Linked DNA regions of Mus musculus: all the other regions are linked to region 2. Evidence: chromatin contacts called from public HiCAR-type and promoter capture Hi-C data. All regions are on one chromosome and are shown on one strand. The core of a region is the stretch at or near the end of the contact, and the rest is flanking DNA. Distances in the headings are between cores, read along the strand shown. Region 1 holds the start of Akain1 (A kinase (PRKA) anchor inhibitor 1). Region 2 holds the start of Spdya (speedy/RINGO cell cycle regulator family, member A). Region 3 holds the start of Slc30a6 (solute carrier family 30 (zinc transporter), member 6).

Evidence for each region. Promoter capture Hi-C pulls out the DNA fragments that hold promoters and counts their contacts. HiCAR-type assays count read pairs that join an accessible place to other places.
Region 1: a promoter capture Hi-C map of frontonasal cranial neural crest shows a contact between it and region 2. The contact joins the promoter of Akain1 here to the promoter of Spdya in region 2. A contact is called at or near these places in 2 of 39 promoter capture datasets (cranial neural crest and frontonasal cranial neural crest).
Region 3: a HiCAR-type map of astrocytes shows a contact between it and region 2, with 7 times the contacts expected there. The contact joins the promoter of Slc30a6 here to the promoter of Spdya in region 2. A contact is called at or near these places in 1 of 39 promoter capture datasets (embryonic stem cells) and 1 of 115 datasets of contacts at active chromatin or transcription factors (astrocytes).

What each region holds. Positions count from the first base shown.
Region 1 is chr17:69,438,003-69,441,477 of GRCm38.p6, forward strand. It overlaps Akain1 (A kinase (PRKA) anchor inhibitor 1), which reads left to right and starts at 1,324. Exons shown (of 2, transcript NM_001145192.1): 1 at 1,324-1,539. The coding sequence starts at 1,524. A930029G22Rik (a long non-coding RNA gene) reads right to left here and starts at 2,238. Exons shown (of 2, transcript XR_003952217.1): 1 at 1,175-2,238.
Region 2 is chr17:71,549,811-71,553,492 of GRCm38.p6, forward strand. It overlaps Spdya (speedy/RINGO cell cycle regulator family, member A), which reads left to right and starts at 2,251. Exons shown (of 7, transcript NM_029254.1): 1 at 2,251-2,331.
Region 3 is chr17:74,393,761-74,397,360 of GRCm38.p6, forward strand. It overlaps Slc30a6 (solute carrier family 30 (zinc transporter), member 6), which reads left to right and starts at 1,848. Exons shown (of 14, transcript NM_144798.6): 1 at 1,848-1,908. The coding sequence starts at 1,906.

The DNA of each region.
Region 1 (3,475 bases), core at 74-2,573, 2.1 Mb before region 2:
TCCCAAGGGTTTGGGTGTATCTTGGGCATATGAGAGGACTCCACCCCTTTGTGCATGGGTATTTTTCCTACCCATTGGCTGATTTGCATCGTGCTGAGGCAGGCCCCATCTGTTTCATCTCCTATGACACCAGGTGCTAAGAGCATTTGTGACTGTGTTGTGTTGAAGCTGCCCAGATGCCTCCATGATAACCGTAGTTCAAGATTTGTGAAACTATTTACATTTTCAACCTATTATGGCTTTGAACAAACTCGGTGCCAGCCTGGCTATTTAAATGCCTATGTTTGCCAAAACAGGGTAGAGCTTAAGGCTTTTAATCAAATTGTTAGTACTGTGCTTTTAGAACAGCGCTATTATTTCCAGGAAAAGGTGAAGAATGCCCAAAAACTCTGATTGCCTTTGGTTTTGGACAACCCCATTCAACTACAGAGATGGAGGATAAAAGCCAAGGCAAGGGGATCCTTATGTGGTTTTTGACTCTGTCACTGAAACCCACACGCGCGTGTTGCAAGCTGGTGGCATCTAATGAGCGTTGCCTACACCGCACCAACATTAATCAGGGAACAGATATCTTCAAGTGAACTACGGGTTAGGAGCCTGCAGTGAGCATCCAGCAAGTCCTTGTTCAGGGTGGAACCAACTGTAAAGGGCGCAGATACCAACTGAACCAGATCTGGGCAAGCTCTTAAGTATGTAATCAATGTCAGAGATGTTTTTCCTCATCCGTGCAGAAGTTGGAGTTTGTCCGAGACATGTCTCATCTGTACTTTTTTTTGCAGTGACTAACACCGTTTCCTCTCAGGCTATGACCTTGAGAACCTGCAAATGTGGGAGTTGACCCAGTGGTCACGGGGAACAGGACCCGCGAGCAGCGCCCTTGTCATGCATGCATTGCAAGGTCATCCTGTTTTTCTCTTTTAGCTCTCTTGCTGACATTGAGAGGCCTGGGGCAGCCAGAGAAGTCGTGAACAGCAAAGACGGGTTAACTTGGTGGTTCCTCCCTCTGTTCAGAGACAGCCACACTCCAAGAACTCAGCCTCTGGAGTAAAGTCTAGTGCGATGTGGGGAAAGGGACAAACTCATCTTAAATGTCAGCCCGGCATCCCTGGGGGTGAGTGACAGCAGGTAGTTAGAAGCAATTAGTTGTGCGCCTGCCGGGAAACCGGGCAATTACCTTTCTGTCTGGCTTCCCCTTCCGTCCTTCCTGCTTCGGTGGAAGCGGTAGAAGCGCCCTGCTCCTTCGGCGGTGAATCGCCAAGCTGGCGCGGGGACCGAGGAGGAGCTGAGCCGGGTTGCCTCTCCTCCTCCCGCCGGCGGAGCGGTGCATTGTGGAGGCAGCGCGCGCCCAGCGCTGAGCCGCGGCCCGGGACCGCGCGCAGGGAGCTGTCCGAGGTGCTGACCGTCCCGCCCGCACCCTGCGCGCCCGTCTGCTCCCGGCCCCGCGGTTCCCCGGTCCCCCGTCGGCTCCCGCCCTCTGTCTGTCCACCTCTAGAAACCCAAGGGTGTAGCGGCTGAAGGAAGTCATGGTGTTCGCTCCAGGTACTCTTTTATCTTCTTTTTCCGCAGACGTCCAGGCGGGGAGCGGGGCGGGAGGCGAACGCACCCGGAGGGAAGGCCTTTAAGACGACGGGGGTCCCTATGCGTGCTTTGGAGTTGCAGTGGCCCGGGGGGTGGAGACCGCCGGGTCGCCCCTCTCCCACACCCGCCTCATCTGCAACCCCAACCTTTCCGTCTCACAGTCCCGCCTGAATCCCGGCACCCGGAGTGAGCACCGACACCTTGGCAAGTGGCCCACTCGCCAGCATCGGACCTGCGCGGGTGTGCGGGCGGGGAGTGGGGAGAAGGATACAGGGCTTGGGGCTCCTTCTGTGGGAGTCTCTGTCGCCGCCTCTCCTCCCCTTCCTTAGAAGTGGCAAAGTGCCCTGCTTCCTTCCTCCGGGCCTCCAGAGGAGGTCGAAGGCAGGGGAGCGGGGCGAGGGGAAGAGGAGCGCTAGCCCTATGGATTTGGATCTGAAACTCTGTCGGGACTGCAGCAGGAGAGAGGCTACTGCGGCGCCGCGGGCGCTTGCAGCGTCTTCTGCTGGCAGGTGGCGAAGGACCTTCGTCCTTTTGCTGCGATTGGAGGCTACAAGTTGAAGAGTCAAATTTATCTGAGGTTGGCGGGTTTATCAGTCTCTCTCCTCTCTCTCTCTCTCTCTCCCTCTCCCCCCCCTCTCTCTCTCTCTTTCTCTCTCTCTCTCTCTCTCTCTCTCTCTGTGCACGCGCACGCGCGTTCAGGTGCTTCTGCTAGGGCCTCGACCTAGGTGTGTGTGTGTGTGTGTGTGTGTGTGTGTGTGTGTGTGTGGTGGGCTGAATGAAGCGTGGACCCGTTTATAGTTAACATTTCTACGTCCAAAGTTTCTCTCTCTCTCTCTCTCTCTCTGGTTTTTCTCTTTCATCTTTCTAACCTTCTTTTTCAGTTTGCCTGCCCTGACTCCCTCTCGCAGTTCCCCTTCTTGTTTTTGTTTGTTTTGGCTGTACTTCTTTTTAGGGGCAGTGTACAGCAGGTAGTAGGAAACACATAGCATCACTCTGTCAGCTTTGGGGGTCTTTAATTTGAGAAACAGGTTTGAAAATGTCCTGGGCAGGGGAACAGACATTGGAGAAGAAAAAGAAAGCATTTCTAAAAGGAAAGAATTGGGTCTGGTTTTTACATTTTTTCACTGAAAGAAGAGGAAGCTCTCCACCTGTCAATGACCAGTGACAGTCCCTGAGTCCCCGAGAGGTTAGCTAAGGAGACAGGATCCACAAGTGCACATGTGCCTTAGAGCAGTGGTTCTCAACCTGTGGGTCTCGATCCCTTGGGTTGAACGACACTTTCACAGAGGTTGCATATCAGATGGTATTTACATTACTATTCACAACAGCAGTAAAAATAAAGTTATAAAGTAGCAACAAAAATAATTTTATGGTTGGGAGTCACCACATAAGGAACGGCAACAAAGGGTTACAGCATTAGGAAGGTTGGAAACCCTTGCCTTAGACTAGGAATGTCGCTCTCCTTCCAAAACAGATAACTTAAGGGAAATGAGGTGGAGGTCCAGTCTGTGTCGGTCAGTCAGCGCAAGGTCAGAGAGTCAGAAAGCAGCAGGTCTCAGTCAGAACAGCTCTTGTCTCCCTCTGACTCAGTCGCCCTGTGGTGTGAGCAATGTTACCGCTTCCTGGGGGGCGGAGCTGAGGTTCTTTGGAGTTAGACTCCGCCTCTTTAAGTCCTCAGAGCCATTCCTCTGAGGAGACACACCCCAGCTACAGAGGTGCGAGGTGGAGCAGTGTCTAGTGCTATGTTGTGGGATGTTGTTATCTATTCAATTTTCCTACGAATGAAGGGGTGGAGGCAGTGTAATGAACTTAGACTCCTTCTGGAGGGGCAGGCGGTCTGGATTTAAGCAGCTCAGAATTTCAACAGATGTTGTTGCCATCTAACCTTCAAGTTTGT
Region 2 (3,682 bases), core at 1,001-3,500:
AATACTATTTCTATGTATTTGGGTGTTTGTATGTATGTATGTATGTATGTATGTATGTTTGTTTGTATGTGTGTATGTATGTATGTGCACTGTTATGTGCCTGATGCCTGCAGAGGCCAAAAGAATCATTGGACCCTCTGGAGGGATGGTTGTAAGCCACCATGTCCTTTAGAAGAGCAACCTGTGCTCTAAACTGCTAAGCCACCCTCAGCCCTGGGCCTCACATTCTTTGAAGGAGTTTCTACGTCCTCTCACTTTTCCTATCATGCACCACCAACTTGTTGCAGGCTCGGGGTTTCCCACTGGCACTGGTTCTGAAGTGACTCCGAGACTTAATTATTTATGAATAAATGCCTAGGCCATAAGTTTTGGCTCATTTTCCAACTAACTTATAACTTATATAATCTGTTTGTTCTAGTTTGTGTCTGCCACATGGTTGGTTACCTCTCCTCAGTTTCATATGTCCGTCTCCTCTTAGTCCAGGTGGCCGACCTTAACTGCTCTTGGATCTTTCCCAGAATCCTTTCTTTCTCTGCCAGATGTCCTACCTTCTATTTCCTGCCTCAGCTAACAGGTGATGCTTCCACACAGTACATAAGAGATTCTCTCTACAAGTTGTCACATCCTTGGAAGTGCTAAAGCACTGTGTGCACAGTTCCCAGTTTACCAATATCTTGCTTCATCCTCAATACATGCTTGTGAAGATACAGCTAAGATGAGGGAGCAGGTCCTCGGGATAACTGGGGTGGCTGGAGACTAAGAACTGAATTCTAGCCCAGCGTGGTGGCGTACACCTTTAATCCCAGCACTCGGGAGGCAGAGGCAGGCAGATTTCTGAGTTCGAGGCCAGCCTGGTCTACAAAGTGAGTTCCAGGACAGCCAGGGCTATTCAGAGTAACCCTGTCTCAAAAAACAAACAAACAAACAAACAAAGAACTGAATTCTATTTGGGTTCCTTACTTAAGGTACTTTCTGTTGTGCCATTTGCTAATGGACCTGAGATGTTTACTCATTTTCATTTTTAAAAATTGAATGCTTATGAGTGTCTTGTTTGCATGTATGCATGTGTGCTACATGTGTGCCTTATGTCAGCAAAGGCCAGAAGATGATGTTGGATACCCTAGAACTGTAGTTACAGGTGGTTGTGAGCTGCCACATGTGTGCTAGGAATTTGAGCAGCAAGTACTTTTAACCATAGAGCTGTCTCTCTATCCCTGAACCTGAGATCTTAACAACAGTCGAATTAGCTCCTACTCAAAGGGCTCATTGTATGTATGTTTAGAATATTTTTTACATTATTATGGAAACATACCTTTTCAGTGTACTTCAGCATCACGTAGCATCAGTTTCCTTAAGTTCCTGACTCAGTGTTTCTTGTTAGAGATTTTATAGGTGAATTGATAGCCTGAGAGAGGTTGAAGATCTAATGGGCTGGTAACACTTTTGTCTAAGCCATTAACATTACCATGACCTTGGTTTTATCTACTCAGTCACATTTTAAGGAAGTTCTACAAAACACTGAGTACAGGTAGCTAAAAGGGGGAAGATTCCACAACCCAACTCATGTTGTCTGTTAATCTCTGGATGTATGGACCAACCCAAAATTCCACAGAGAGTCTTAATTACCAGTTCAGTTACTAGTCTACTTGAGTTTGATAACAAGTCAGAACTGTATGGTGCTCTCATACTATATATATAAAGCAGATTCTGAATTGGAGGGGTGGGACTGGCAAGCGTTGATTATGCACCAGCTATATCCCAGGAGTCTCAGGAAGGCACGGGCATGACAAAAGGAGCATTTAGGGCTGTGAATGGAAGAACGTTGCCCTTTGCTCACTAAAGGCCACTTTATTTCACACCTTTTGAGCTAGCATGCGTGGGCTCTTTCTCCTCTTACACACTTGTGCACAAGGGAAGAAGCACCCAGGTCCAAGGCGCGAGCAGAGAGGCAGGGAGGGGGAACGGCAAGCAGCCCTGGTCCTTCAGGGCAGCCCAGTCCCCTCGTCCTGTCCGGGGCTCCTCAACCGCTCCGCACAGCCAGCGTTCGAGGGAAAGCGCGACCGCATCAAGATACAGAGAGCTGGAGCGGAATAACGGCAGAAGGCGGAGGCGACCCGGTCAGCGAGGGGCGGGGCGGGGCGATAGCGCAGGCCCCGCCCTCGGCGGTTCCCGTGCTCTGATTGGCTCCCGCGGCCGCGCGCTCCCGGCCCTCCGCTTGAGGTTCTTAGGCGGGTTTTGCGGCCTGCGGCTAGCGACCCAGCACGCAACCGCCTGAGGTAGATCGCTGAGGCGGAGGCTGTGGGGCCGCTCGCTCTTCGCCGGCCTGCGCAGGTACCTTCACCTGCCCGCCCGCCCGCCGGGGCCTGATGGCGGGGTTCTGGGTGTCGCCTGTGCCCTCCCTCTCGCTCCCACAGTCCTGCGTGAGGAGGCGGGGACGCCTCAGCCCCACATCCCCGCGGCCTCGAGCAGCCCCGCCGGCCCCAAGGGCCGGGCATCCCGGAGGCGGGGACGGGAACTGGCGGTGCGGGGCGAGAGGAGGGAGACCGGGCAGTGCGGCTCCGGCGGGTGGCGCGGGGTTGGTGCGCGGTGGGGAGCGAGGCTCGGCCTCTTCACGGGGCTGAGGGATGAGTCCTGCCGCTGTGTCCCGTGTCCCACGCCCCCGGCCCGAGTCCTCCCGGGCTGGAGTTCTGAGCTGTCGCGTCTCATCGCGACACCTTTAGCCACTTTCTCCAAAAGTACGAAAGTTTTCCTGCCTACCTGCCCCCTGTCGTCAGCGATTGACTGTCAGATGCTCACACGGAGAAACTATTTCTAATATATATATATGTGTGTGTGTGTGTGTGTGTGTGTGTGTGTATGTATACGTGTGTATACACACACACACATATGTAATATATATAGTAACCACTAGCCATACACATACATATGATCCTGTCGCCAGAGTTTCTTCAGATGCTTACAGAATTCAGCTGTATGTACCAGACAAACAGAACCCCAGACCTCACACACCCGGACATCGTCTTTATGAATTTTGCTGTGATTTTTTTTTTCCCAATGTTGGGTCGAATGCATGCCACTGAGTTGAAGGATCTTTAACTTTTATGTTGTGAGACTTTTCCTTCAGAGGTCCAAATCGATCAATATCTGCTCACCCTAGACAGGGCATTCGTGACAGAGCAAAGTAGGGATTCCACCCAAGTCCGCTTTGGTGAAGCCCGGGTTTACAAGGGTATCTGTGGGAGAGGGCTTACTGACAGATAGAGCCTGTGTGGCTCAAGCTGCGTCCCTGAAAAGTCCACCCAGCTCAGGGGAAGCCCTGGGAAAGCTGCCGTCCTTACTGCTTTAGAACCTTGGACAGGGGCCTGTCGACTCTTGGGAGTTGTTTATTTTTCTGAGTCTTGTTTCGTTACTTCGTCTTAAGCAGCTTCCCTTTAGGACAGAATGTGTCTTGTTTGGAGACAATCAGCGAGCTTCTCTTATTTCCCCGTTCACTCTTTCTCTTGAGAAATGCCTCATCGTTTTTTCACTTGTTCTTTATTTCTTCCCTCTTGCATTAGAACTCTTACTCATTGATGCATCTAAACAAAGAGCTAAATTTAAAAAAAATACAGCAAAGTAGAATTTGACACAGGCTGCAGTTTTTCTTCGTAAGCTCTTAACTGCACAAACTTTGATTCAGTCT
Region 3 (3,600 bases), core at 598-3,097, 2.8 Mb after region 2:
TCAATCCTGAGGACTGAGTTTGAATCCCAGCACCCATATTTGGTGATTTACAAAAGCCTTTTAACTTCAGCTCCAAGGCATTCTAATGCCATCTTCCGGCCGCTTCAGACACCTGAACACACAAATAAAATATTTTTACAAAACTCTGACCACTATGAATTATCTACCCTGTCAATATTTATAACATAACTCCCCCCACTTCTTTTTAAAAAACAGGGTATCACTGTGAAGTTCTGGCTGGCCTGGACCTCACAGAATTCTGCTTGCCTCTGCCTCTAGCTACTAGGACTAAAGGCATGATCCACCATACCTAGCACATTACCTTAGTTTTGACATTCTACTTACAAATAACTGAATTTTTTTTCTTCTTGCATGTGTCTCTTACTAGGATACAATTTCACTAAGATCAGTGCCTAGAAGATAAGATCTGCAAATACAATCTTTATAGGCTACAATGACTGTGCAAGAAAGAAACTGTAGAGATTTAAAACTCTGTTATGGGATAAAGCCAAGTATTTTCAGTTCAAAGTCAGCTATTCTGAGTTCCACACTAGCTTATGAAACATATAAGACTTAAGGCATGCTTCAGATTTTTAAAAATATTTTATTCTTGGACAGTTTCCTGGTATATAATAAATTTTAGTCCTTGTCTCACCCTTCCTTCTCCCCCACCCCCCACCCCCGAAAGTATTCTCCCTAAGAAATCCCTCTCTTATTGTTCTGTCTTTTTGGTACTTTACGTAGTGAAGTGTGACTTGAATTCAGTGTCCTGCCACAGCTTCCCAAGACAGGCACCATATACAAAACAGTGGACTCCAGCTACAAGTGCTTATTTTTTCCTTAAATTTGAGATGCTCTCACTAACTGGGGAGGCTGACAGTGACCTACTCTAAACCCCAAGTATGCTTGAACTGAATATTTCTACCTCAGCTACCAAATCTATAGGGTTACAGGTTTGCACCCAGTTTAGGCAATTGAACCCTTGTGTGTCATGCCTAAGGGCTCTACCACCTGGTGGTGGTGTCAGATCCTCTTAAACTGCAGTAGCCACTTGGATGACTGGAGTCAGGAAAAGCCATCACCTCTTTTCATTCATTCATTCATTCATTCATTCACTCACTCACTCACTCACTCACTCACTCACTCACTCGTTCGTTTTGGTTTTGAGACAGTTTTGCTGTGTAGTGTAGTCTTCCTGCCTCAGCCTCCAGCGTTAGAATAGTACGCAGGCGATGCTGCACCCTGACCGGTGACGTGCACCAGTAAAGTGCTCGTGGAGGCCAGAGAACAACCTTATACTTAAGGTTGACGTTCACCTGGGTTTTTGAAATCGAGTCACTAAGGATATGCCTGCCTCTGCTTTCCTGAGTGCTGAGATCAAACAGGTGTGGCCATCGTGACGGCGTAGGTTCTTGTGATTTAACTCGAATCCTTGTGTTCTTAAGCCAAGCGTTTTCTGCGACATTATTTTTAATGAAACAGTTGGGAATTTGATAAATGTATTTTTAACATAGGCTGAGTCTACCTCGAGGAGCCTGACCTCGAAATCAGCGAGACTTGCCCGGCCTTACTGTGACATTTCTTAATGTTCCTGCTTCTTCATTTTTAAAACAGGAGTATAAACTGTAATAAACTCACACTCTGGTAGAAGACTTTGAACAGACCTCAAAGTTCCTCCCAAGGTGATAAATGCCCACCCTTTCCCTGGGCGAGCAGCCCCGCCCAGAGCAGCTCTAATCCGCCCACTTCCCAGGCGGCGGAGAACAAAAAGACGGCGACCTAGGGTACATGCGCAGTCCCGCCCCCTCGCCCTGCAACCAATCGGATTCTGAAGGCCCGCCCCTTCCGCTTGAGAAATGCGACTTCTCAGAGCGTCTTCCGGCGGGAGCTGTACGGCTCCTTACCATGGTGAGTTGGCCGTGGGGTGTGCGGGATTCTTGCGGGATGTTTCCCTCCTGCTTCCTCGCTCGAGCGCCCTGCTGTACCGCAGCTGCTCGGAACCGCGTGGTCGGGCCTGCGCTGGGGTTCCCAGCGCTCGGGTTCTTGAAGGGTTCCTGCTCTGTGCCTCTACAGCTGGGAAATGCCAGATTTGCCTAATGTTAAAATTAAAGCTTCCTCTGAGAACAAGTGAACGCCATCAGCGACTTGAGGCTTGCGTGGGGCTTTCTAGGGCGTGTTCACTCGTTTGCTTTTCAGTGTTTGAATAGCTCGGCACTGAGCAGCGGCTACAGAAAGGGTTAGTGGAGCAGCTCGGGAAAGGTTCTAGTATACGCTATGGTTGTTGGAATGTCAGGTTTTTCCTAAAAATTATTGAGTTAATTATTAAGCTGAGTGTTTTGGCACATGCCTTTGGCCTACAACTCAGGAAACTGAGGCAGGAGGATTGCACTTCGAAGTTCACCCTGAGTTAAATAGAGACTCTGACCCGAAAAAAAAAAACAAAAAAACCCCATAATCTAAAACCAAACAACAAAACGCGTAAGTCAAACATAATTATCTCAGTATTCTGTAAAGGTGAACGGGTGGTTGCGTTTTCAGATGTCAGAGTGCTGACCGCCCTTTGAAACGATCACAAAAACTCATTGAGCCCTTACTGGTAACTTACATACGACAATGACATATTTGTGTTCTTACTGTTGCCACCATAAAGTTTCCTTCTTTGGAGGCCAGCCTGGTCTACAAAGTGAGTTCCAGGACAGCCAGGGCTATACAGAGAAACCCTGTCTCGAAAAAAACGAAAAACCAAAACATTAAAATATTATATATTAAAATGTCTAATGAAGATCTGTAAAAGAATTCACCGTATTCTTTTAAATTGTGTGGTTATGTGCACGTGGGTGCAGCTGTGGGAGAAAGCCAGAGACATTAGATCCCTGGAGCTGGAGTTACAGGGAGCTGTGAGCAGATGTGGATGCTAGGAGTCAAGCTTAGGTCCTCTGGAAGAACAGCCTGTGTTCTCAAGTACTGAGCCATCTCTCTGGTTCCCAGATTTTTTTTTTTTTTTAAATTTTGTGTATGGATGTTTGTCTGCCTGTTTCTTGGTGCACAAAGTACGTGTCTGGTGCCCGGGGAAGTAAAATGAGGGTGTTGAATCTCCTGGGAGTGGAGTTACAGACAACTGTGAGTGCCGTGTGGGCACAGGGAACTGAACTTGTGTCCTTTGTAAGAGCAGTGAATACTCTTGATTTGTGAATCATAGTTCTAGCCCTTGATAGGGGGAAAATCACACACAGTATTTTCATAAAATTTCAGTAATCCTTTGGGTACAGAAAATGGATAGGATAAACCAGTTGTGGTGCACGTCTTTAACCCAGCATTCTGGAAGCAGAGGCAGGTGGATCCTGAGTTTGAGGCCAGCCTGGTCTGTAGAGTGAATTCCAGGGCAGCCAGAGCTATACAGAGAAACCCTGTCTCAAAAATAAAAGTGTGTGTGTGTGTGTGTGTGTGTGTGTGTAAAATGAACAGTGACCAGACAACCTTCAGTTATTCCAACTTTAAAGAAATAAACATATACAATATACACGTTGTAGCAACAGTGAACAGCTTGCAAACTGTGTTGTTTGAATTGGACCTTTGTATCTAATTTGCATATGCTATTCC